3 separate regions of the Mus musculus genome follow, and regions 1 and 3 are each linked to region 2. A link is a contact called in public HiChIP or PLAC-seq and Micro-C data. All regions are on one chromosome and are shown on one strand. The core of a region is the stretch at or near the end of the contact, and the rest is flanking DNA. Distances in the headings are between cores, read along the strand shown. Region 1 holds the start of Irf5 (interferon regulatory factor 5). Region 2 holds the start of Mirc35hg (microRNA cluster 35, host gene). Region 3 holds the start of Tnpo3 (transportin 3).

Region 1 (2,700 bases), core at 109-2,608, 650 kb after region 2:
GGTCTCCTACCTATCTCTTTCCTAGACTTTAGCCAGGAGCTTAGGGAGTAGAGAGGGCGAATGCTGTACTGTATCACACAGGTCCTCATGCGAGGCTTTTAGCCTCTCCAGCCTCCGTCAGCCCCGTCCACATCCTTTCTGGTCCTGATCACTTATCCTCACTTTGGAGTTCAGGCCAGGTCGTTCCCTCCTGATCATCCCGGCAGACTCCACCCGGGGCATAACGCGGAGGGAAGGGGGGTGGGGGTGGGAAGGAACCTGGGTCAGCCCCTGGAGTCATCGCGGGGTTACTGGCTTAGTGTCCGTTCCTGGTCCGCTCCTCTGGACCGGGACGTGTCCGCCTTGCTATGCCAGGAGGAGGCCAAGAAAGCCCCCACTTCCACCCCTGCTACTAGGTACCCGCTCTGGGTCCTCTGGAGGTTCGAGAGACACCTGGAGTCTGGGAGACATCTGCACCGAGGGCGAATACTGGCCCGGGACATCTCTCCGCCTGCGTTTCGGCCCAACTACACTTTCCCTTCACGTTCAGATTCTAAGTTGTTACTTCTTAAGTTTAGGGGCAGGCCGTCAAGAAACTAGACCAAGCATTAATCAGCCCCCGCCCCGATTCTTCTCAACAGCTAAGAATAAATCGTCGTCCCCTTTTGAGCTACGAGTCAAGGAGCAGAGCCTCTATTTGACAACGTCTCCCCTCAAACTCTATTCCCACAGATTCCTGTCCTTGGCTTTAAGATCCTTGGGAGGGATCGCTGCTTGACACCTCAACCTCTTTAGTCGAAAAAGTGAGGTGTGGCCGGGGAGGAGAGACGAGCTGTGTGCCGACAGGGTCGGGGTCGGAAACTCGCTCCTCCCTGGTCCCCGCCAGACTGTGACAGGGCGCTTGGCATCCTTGACCCTGGCGAGGCGCAGTGGGGATGTCCACTGGGCCCTTGGGACTTTCCCCGAGCATGCGAACGTTGGCGGCCGGAGCCCGGCACTCCGAGCTGGCCTGGTGCGGAGCGCCTTGGAGCCATTCGCGCTGGCCCGGCGCCGCCTTCGATCATCGCCCACCGCGGAGGAGCGGGATCCCGACCCCGCTGGCCCCGTTGGCAGGTGCCCGGGGCGTGCAGGTCGCCGTGGGTCGGAGCCGTGGCTTGGCTGAAGCCCGGGGCTGTTCCCACCGCCCTCGGGGCGAGGAGCCCAACACAGCCCACAGCCCCGGGACCTACCTGTTTGCTGTGCGCCCGCGGGGAGCCTGGAGCCCCGGCCTGGCGCTGCGGCCGAGCTGAGCTCTCGCCGAGCTGCACCGCCCGCGGGTCGCCCAGCCCGCCCCGCACTTCCGCATCGCGCCGCCCCCGCCCGGGGCAGCGCCCCGCCCCGCCCCTCGCCACCACCCCGCGCCCCGGGCCCCTACCCATCCACCGCCCACCGCGGGGAAGCCCGGGGCCTCCGCGAGACCGCAGACAGCTCGGCGCCCCTCGCCGGGCTCCTTTGGGAATCCGGGGAGACAGAGTCATCCATCACCCAGTCCCCAGATACCCTGTAGCCTGTCCTCACCTAGTCCGCGCCCGCCTGGAGCTGGAGATCCGCTGCGCGCGGGCGTCGATGGAGCCACACTCCAGGGCATTGGGAGACCCCTGAGAGCTCCCTTTCAACATACCTTGGGCCACTCTGTCTCCTCAGCCTTAACACTGGCCCTCCGGACCGCTCCAACTCACCATGTGACTGACAAGCCCACCTCTTCTTTTGCCCTTACCTTCACCGTGGTTTGGGTTTGCCCTTTGAGCGGGTTCCCACCCCCACCCCGACCTCCCGGTTCCATAAACGGGCCTTCCTGTCCGAGTCGATGCTGGCCTCAACTTCCACACATCCTGTTCATGTAGGAACATTATTCGCTGATTCTCACTCTTCAACTTTTGGGTCAGCATCATATTATTTGATAGTCTAAGTGTTTTTTCCAGGAAGGTCTACCCCTTCCTTGAGTCAGCTTTTGGTTTGTTGTGTTTTGGTGTAATTTGTTGATTGGTTTGGAGGAGGGGTGGAGACGACTTCCAGAGTCTTTCCGTTTGATTTTTCCATATGATTTTAACGTCTAATTTCCACTGAAATTCAGCTTAGTTGGGAACCAACCCTGTCTTGCATGGTTCATGATCTATAGTAATTTTTATTTTTATATTTGTATTTTACTGATAATGGAACCCAGGACCTTGCACATTCTAAGCAAGCACTGTGCTACTAAGTGCCTGCCTTCTCTGCCCTGTCATAATTCTAAAGGGTTATTGTATTTGTTTCTTGGGTTTTAACTCTTTTAAGGGTAAAAAGTTGTGTTGCCGGTGCTGGTCTCCAACTCCAGGAATCAAACGATTTTCCTGGCTCAGATGCCTTGAGTAGCTGAGATTTGGTGTAGCATCGCAGGCAGCTTAACTAAAGATATAAGCACATATATTTTAAATGTTTACCATCTTAATTCTTTTTAGTGATTTATTTTATTTTTTATGTATATGAGTATTTTGTCAGCATGCATGTGCATCGTGAACATGCAGTTCCTGCAGAGACCAGAAGAGGGCGCTGGATTCTCTGGAACTGGAGTTAGAGACTGTTGTGAGCGAGGGGGTGTGGGTGCTGAGATCTGAATCCAGGTCTACTGCAAGAACAGCAGATGCTCTTAACTACCAAGCTATCTCTTCGGTCCTAGAGATATTTTTAATACACAAATATTCT
Region 2 (2,700 bases), core at 16-2,515:
GTCTTGCCCAGGAGCTGAGTATCTAGAAGGGTTCGTATCTGCAGCGTCATTCTCGGACCCTGGCAGACAGCAGGGGAGGGAGGAATCCAGGGGCTCGGTTCCCCTAATCCATTTACTTCGCTTGAGCTCAAGGTTTTCAGTCTCAGCGCAAGGGCCCTTTAGTTTGGTGGGAACATCAGCTAAGCCCCACCCCACCCCCACACCCGGTTTTAGAGGCTTCTAGGCGGTCAGACCTGCCCGGATTCATTGGGAGAACTAGGAGCTAAAAGGGAGGAAGGCGGATTAACGTTTTATTTTAATCTGGTTTTGAACTGTGGTTGCCGTCTGGGGCAGCCGGGCGCGGCAGGGAATGGGAGGGCGCTCAAAGCAGGGGAGGGGGATGTGCGCACTCTCTGGTCTCAGGATGCTGGGGAGAAGGAAGAGGCCACTTCAAACGAGACAGCTAGGGTGTACCTTAACTCTGCTCCTCCCCAGAGGCTCCGGGGTGGCATCCTAGCTAAGAAGGTTCCGAGGGATCTAATCCCCGTCCTCGTTCCAGATGGCCCCGCCCCCTCCCGGGGGAGCCACTGCGGCAGTGGAGGGGCAGGAAGGGAGATGGGAAGGGGTCTGGGGGTGGCTTCCCTTCCCCTCCCCCTTCCGGGACAGGCGGTCTTTGTTCCCTGCGGCGGCGGCGGCCAGACACCTGTGAGGCTTCAGGGCTAGGCAAAGGTGGGTTAGGACGAGTGGCGAGCCTCTGGTGCCCACTCCAACTCTCTACCTTCGGGCCAGGGTGCTCCCACCGAGGCAGAACAGACTGTGGCCAGTTCTCCGGCTGCAGAGTACCGTCTAGTGTGGTCCCACAGTACTCCTGGCCTCCAAACGCACTTCCCCTCCCCCAGCCCAGAGTCGGATTTCCAAGTTTGCTGTGCTACACACACCTTGGCTAGCAAGGGGTTCAGAGGGAGGTGGGATGGTAGGGCATCGGGGCACACCTCGGCCGGCGGCACCCCAGCCCAAGGTAGGAGGCTAGAACAGCGAGTGGGCAGCGGGACCCCTTAGGGGCCAAACCCAGCTGGGTTCGGCGAACAGGCGGGGCTCGCGACGTATCCGCAGTCCCGGTCGGGCGTGCCCTACGACGCGCACCAACCGGAGCAACATTCAAGGTGAATCATCTTCGGTCCGCCTCCCGTCCCTCCCCCGCCCCACAGCACCTGAGCCAATGGCGCGGCGCGGGGGGCGGGCGGGGCGCTGGGGGCGGTAAAACCCTCCCGGAGTCATTATCTCTGCACTCCGTCGAGCCCCCGGGTCTCGGCGCCGGAGCCTGCTAGCCTCCTTCCTTGAACACGATCGTCACACCTGGTGCACCCCTTTCGTCTGCCTCTGGGGCTCGGTGACCATTCAGCCCTACCCCGCCTGCTGCGTGGAAGAGGCTCCTCCTCAGGTGGCTCGGCCGGGGCCTTCCCCTGCAGACCTGTCACCCGACACCCAGGAAGCGCGCGGCCCCATCCCGGCTCCTCTTTGTTCCCCCGCTGGGCTCCGCGCTCCGGCGCCACCTCCTCCCGCCAAGGTCCTGGTGATTTGGGGCGCCGCTCTCGGCTCAACCTGGGCACGCCTCAAGTTCTGTCCATTGGGCCCGCTCCAAACGAGGGCCCTTTTTTTGCCTAGTTCCTCGGGTGTGGACTCGGAGCAGAGCTGGGAGGCGGCGGTGAGCCCAGCCCGGAGCCGGCGCAGGTGAGTGTGCGGGGCGGGGCCGGGCGGAGCCAGTGCTGGGCCAGGGAGAAGGTGGAGCGGGTGCCGGAGGGCCAACAGTTCTAGCACCCAGTTTTGTGGGCGGCCGGAGGGGCAAGCAGAGGCCACGTCGTGGCTGTGGCCTTCGGGGATGACGCGGCACTGTGAATTCCTGACTTCCTTGGCCTTTTGGCGGGGATGCCGGCGAGGTGCCAGGGGACGGGGCCCTCAGTACCATGTGCACCGCATCCAGTGCGGTTCCCGGGGCGGGAAGAAAGCGGGGGGCATTTTGAGCCTAGGTTGGGTTTGGCTCGGTGCCTGATGCTGCCCGCCCTAATGTCGCCTCCCGGAGGAATTCGGCTGGGGTCCCGGGAGTTTCGCCGCCCTGTTGGGCCTGGGAGGAAGTGCAAGGCCGGGAGGCTGGCCGCGACGCGGGCTGGGGAGCGTTCCTGCGTCGAGCTGGTTTCTCCAGCCCCTTCTCAGGGTTTCACTGCAGGTTGGTTATCGCTTCCGTGGCCCGGAGCCTGCCCCGCCCAGTCCCCTGGGAAAAGCTGGTCCAAGAACTCAGCTTGCCTTCCTTCTGTATCCTCCGGCCTGGAGCAAGCGGATACCAGTTCTGAGTCCGAACCAATTCGGTTAGCAAGGGCTGCTCCCAGGTCCCCAGAATCCTGCCCCCGGAACATGTCTCGGATGTTTTACTAGTCGGTGTATCCAATAGTTACCGGCAGTGGCGATGCAGCCCAGGCATCAGGGATCGCTCAGTTCTGCGGAGCCCTACAGGCTGAGCCCTTCCTTCATCCTTGGCACCCCTACACTAAGTAGAAAGATCTGCTAGCGCAAGGGATGCAATTCTGATTAGGAGATTAGGGACAGAGATGGGGGGCGGGTGCCCTATTGGGCGCCGTCTCTGTCAGAGATAGTTAGGACAGGGCCTTCTAGGTTTCCTGCTGGCTAACCTCCTGAGGACTAAGAGTCCAGTTTTCACACTGAGCC
Region 3 (2,717 bases), core at 19-2,518, 560 kb after region 2:
CCCACACTCAATTCTCAGGATCTATATAGCAGCTCACACGGTAACTCCTCCAGGACCAAGTTGCACATGCATAAATATGTAGGCAAAACACTCATACACATAAAAATAAGTCTTTAAAACTATTTCATTAGAGCTGGGCGTGGTGGCGCACGCCTTTAATCCCAGCACTCGGGAGGCAGAGGCAGTCGGATTTCTGAGTTCGAGGCCAGCCTGGTCTACAGAGTGAGTTCCAGAACAGCCAGGGCCCTCTACACAGAGAAACCCTGTCTCGAAACAAACAAACAAACAAACAAACAAATAAGCAAACCAAAACTATTTCATTAAAAAAGGACTTATTTTGGAAGGTTGTTAATCTTTCACTACATTACATTACATTACACATGGTCAGCCTTCATTAGATACTAACAGTTATTTTTAGTGAAGCAGCAATATTGGGAAACTGGCATGTTAACTGAGGATTGCTAGACAGTTGATTTTGTTTGTCATTTATTTATTTATTTGTTAATTATTTTCTGAGACAAGGTCTCTTTGTGTATTCCTGGCTGTCCAGGAACTTGCTCTGTAGACTAGGCTGGTCCAAACTCAAGAGTTAGGCCTGCCTCTGACTCCAGAGTGCTGGGATTAAACCTGTCTGCCATCACCGCTTGGCTGTTTTTTTTTTTTTTTTTTTTGGTTTTTTTTTTTAAAGAGACAGAGTTCCACGTATTAGAGGCTGGTCTTGAATTCCTCCTGATGGTGTTGTGGCTAACTTCCAAGAGCTGAGATTACAGGCTCTCTTCCTTTCTTTCTTTCTCTCTCTCTCTCTCTCTTTCTTTCTTTTTTTTTTTTTTTTTGAGACAGGGTTTCTCTGTGTAGCCCTGGCTGTTCTGGAACTCTGTAGACCAGGCTGGCCTCGAACTCAAAAATCCGCCTGCCTCTGCCTCCCGAGTGCTGGGATTAAAGGCGTGCGCCACCACGCCCGGCTGAACTGATGTTTCTTAAACACTCCTTGGAGACGGGTGAAGAAGTAGGAACCGGGAGGAAAGACTTTGGATTCCTTGCTGACGAGATAAGATTTGGTCAGGAACGTTAAGAGTAGCCAGACTTGAAGCTCAAATAAAGACTTACGCACCTAGGAGACTGACTACCTTGTGCCTACTTCCCCTTGGTTCTCCTAGTCCGGCAGGGTCACTTCCGGGAGGAGGCGGGGGAAACAAGAGGAGGCGTGCCGGGAAGGAGGCAGTTTGTGGTGCACCAGGCGGAAGTGTGCCAAAGTCTACGGACGGCCACTTCCGGCCCGGGGAAGCCCTGCTTCGGCTCGCTGCGTGGTTCGTGTCATGCGGAGGTAGGCCTCTGCGAGCAAGGCGGGAGGTGCAGAAGCCAGAACCCGTGTCCGGACTCGAGAGTCTGCGATTCTGGCGGGAAGACAAGACAAAAAGGAGGCAGGAACCTGAAAGCGACCTCTCCGCTGTTTCCGAGGGGGCAACTTCCACGAGGAACCCCCCTTCCCTGGTAACGGCCAGAAAGGAGGAGATGGCGCCAGTCAGGGAGCGGCTGTGGCCGAGACAGTGAGGACGCTTGAAGGCAGAGCAAGCGGAAGCCTAGGGAGGAGTATCGGGCTCTTTGCTGTCATCGCCGCCGCTCCCGCCAGCATGGAGGGAGCCAAGCCAACCTTGCAGCTCGTGTACCAGGCGGTGCAAGCGCTTTACCACGACCCGGATCCCAGCGGAAAGGAGCGCGCCTCGTTTTGGCTTGGGGAGCTGCAGCGTTCGGTGAGGTTCGGGGAGAGTCCGTTCTGAGCCGCGCGGGACCAGGGCCGAGTGGGATGGGATGGTTCTCCGCTTGAGTGGAGCGCTTGGCAGTGGGAGATCCTCTTTCCGAAGGAGCTGGTGCCGCGGGGTGGGGCTGAGCAGCCACAGATGTGCTGCCTTTCGGAAACCAGTGGCAACTGATTGGTCACGAACGGGCCCTTTCCCTCGTCTGTGGAATCCGTTTTGTAGTTCTGTACGTCTCGCTTGTGGTCTGGCTCTCCTTTAAGTGCTTTTGGTACACCTTCCGTATTCAAGAGTTGCATCTGGCAATACCTTCCCTTTGGCAGCCTTACTCACCCCTCAGTGTCCCTTGCCGATTTTCATTCGTGTTATTCTCGAAATTTCTCAGGCTTCTAGATTCGTGTTCGTACAAATTTTCTCCTCTCATTGGAGTGCAACGTAATATAAAGAAAAATTAGTTATGGTTTCAGGAAATCTTTGTAGTTCTTTTGTTTTATATCAGATTCCTACTGTATTTCTTCTGCCTGTACGTTTTTATTTGTAAGATGGCTATCATAGCTATATTAATTAGTCCATATTTTTGTGAGCATGTGGTGGAGTGTGTGTTGTATCTATCGTATTTCCACATGTTAAATTTTTGGGCTCATGTTTTTTCATTTTTTGACTCACACTTTGTATTTTCTTCCATGATTTTTCACACTCACCTTTGCTATGTTTTTATTTTTTATGAATTTTAATAGCTTGTGATTTTGCTGACAGTGTTTAGGTTTTAGTCTATGAACTGTGAAATTCTTTGAAAACTAAGGAGCCTCTTAACAGACTAAGTACCTACTTTCTTTTTCTTTTCCTTGTGTTTGGTGCTGGGGATCCAGTCCTGCCTACATCTCTAGCTCTCTCTCTCTCTCTTCACCCTTTATTCATTATTTCATTTTATACTCACAAACATGAAATGCTTGCTCTCCCTTT

Evidence for each region. Hi-C and Micro-C count contacts between places; a contact is called where the count stands out from the background. HiChIP or PLAC-seq counts read pairs in DNA pulled down with a chosen protein or histone mark.
Region 1: a Micro-C map of embryonic stem cells shows a contact between it and region 2, with 4 times the contacts expected there. The contact joins the promoter of Irf5 here to the promoter of Mirc35hg in region 2. A contact is called at or near these places in 3 of 484 Hi-C or Micro-C datasets (all in embryonic stem cells) and 1 of 115 datasets of contacts at active chromatin or transcription factors (embryonic stem cells).
Region 3: an HNF4G HiChIP or PLAC-seq map of pancreatic cancer cells shows a contact between it and region 2. The contact joins the promoter of Tnpo3 here to the promoter of Mirc35hg in region 2. A contact is called at or near these places in 3 of 39 promoter capture datasets (frontonasal cranial neural crest, liver and second pharyngeal arch cranial neural crest), 1 of 484 Hi-C or Micro-C datasets (embryonic stem cells) and 1 of 115 datasets of contacts at active chromatin or transcription factors (pancreatic cancer cells).

What each region holds. Positions count from the first base shown.
Region 1 is chr6:29,525,283-29,527,982 of GRCm38.p6, reverse strand. Irf5 (interferon regulatory factor 5) reads right to left here and starts at 1,358. Exons shown (of 9, transcript NM_012057.4): 1 at 1,209-1,358.
Region 2 is chr6:30,172,690-30,175,389 of GRCm38.p6, reverse strand. Mirc35hg (microRNA cluster 35, host gene) reads left to right here and starts at 1,265. Exons shown (of 2, transcript NR_126540.1): 1 at 1,265-1,710.
Region 3 is chr6:29,608,400-29,611,116 of GRCm38.p6, reverse strand. It overlaps Tnpo3 (transportin 3), which reads left to right and starts at 1,268. Exons shown (of 23, transcript NM_177296.5): 1 at 1,268-1,751. The coding sequence starts at 1,632.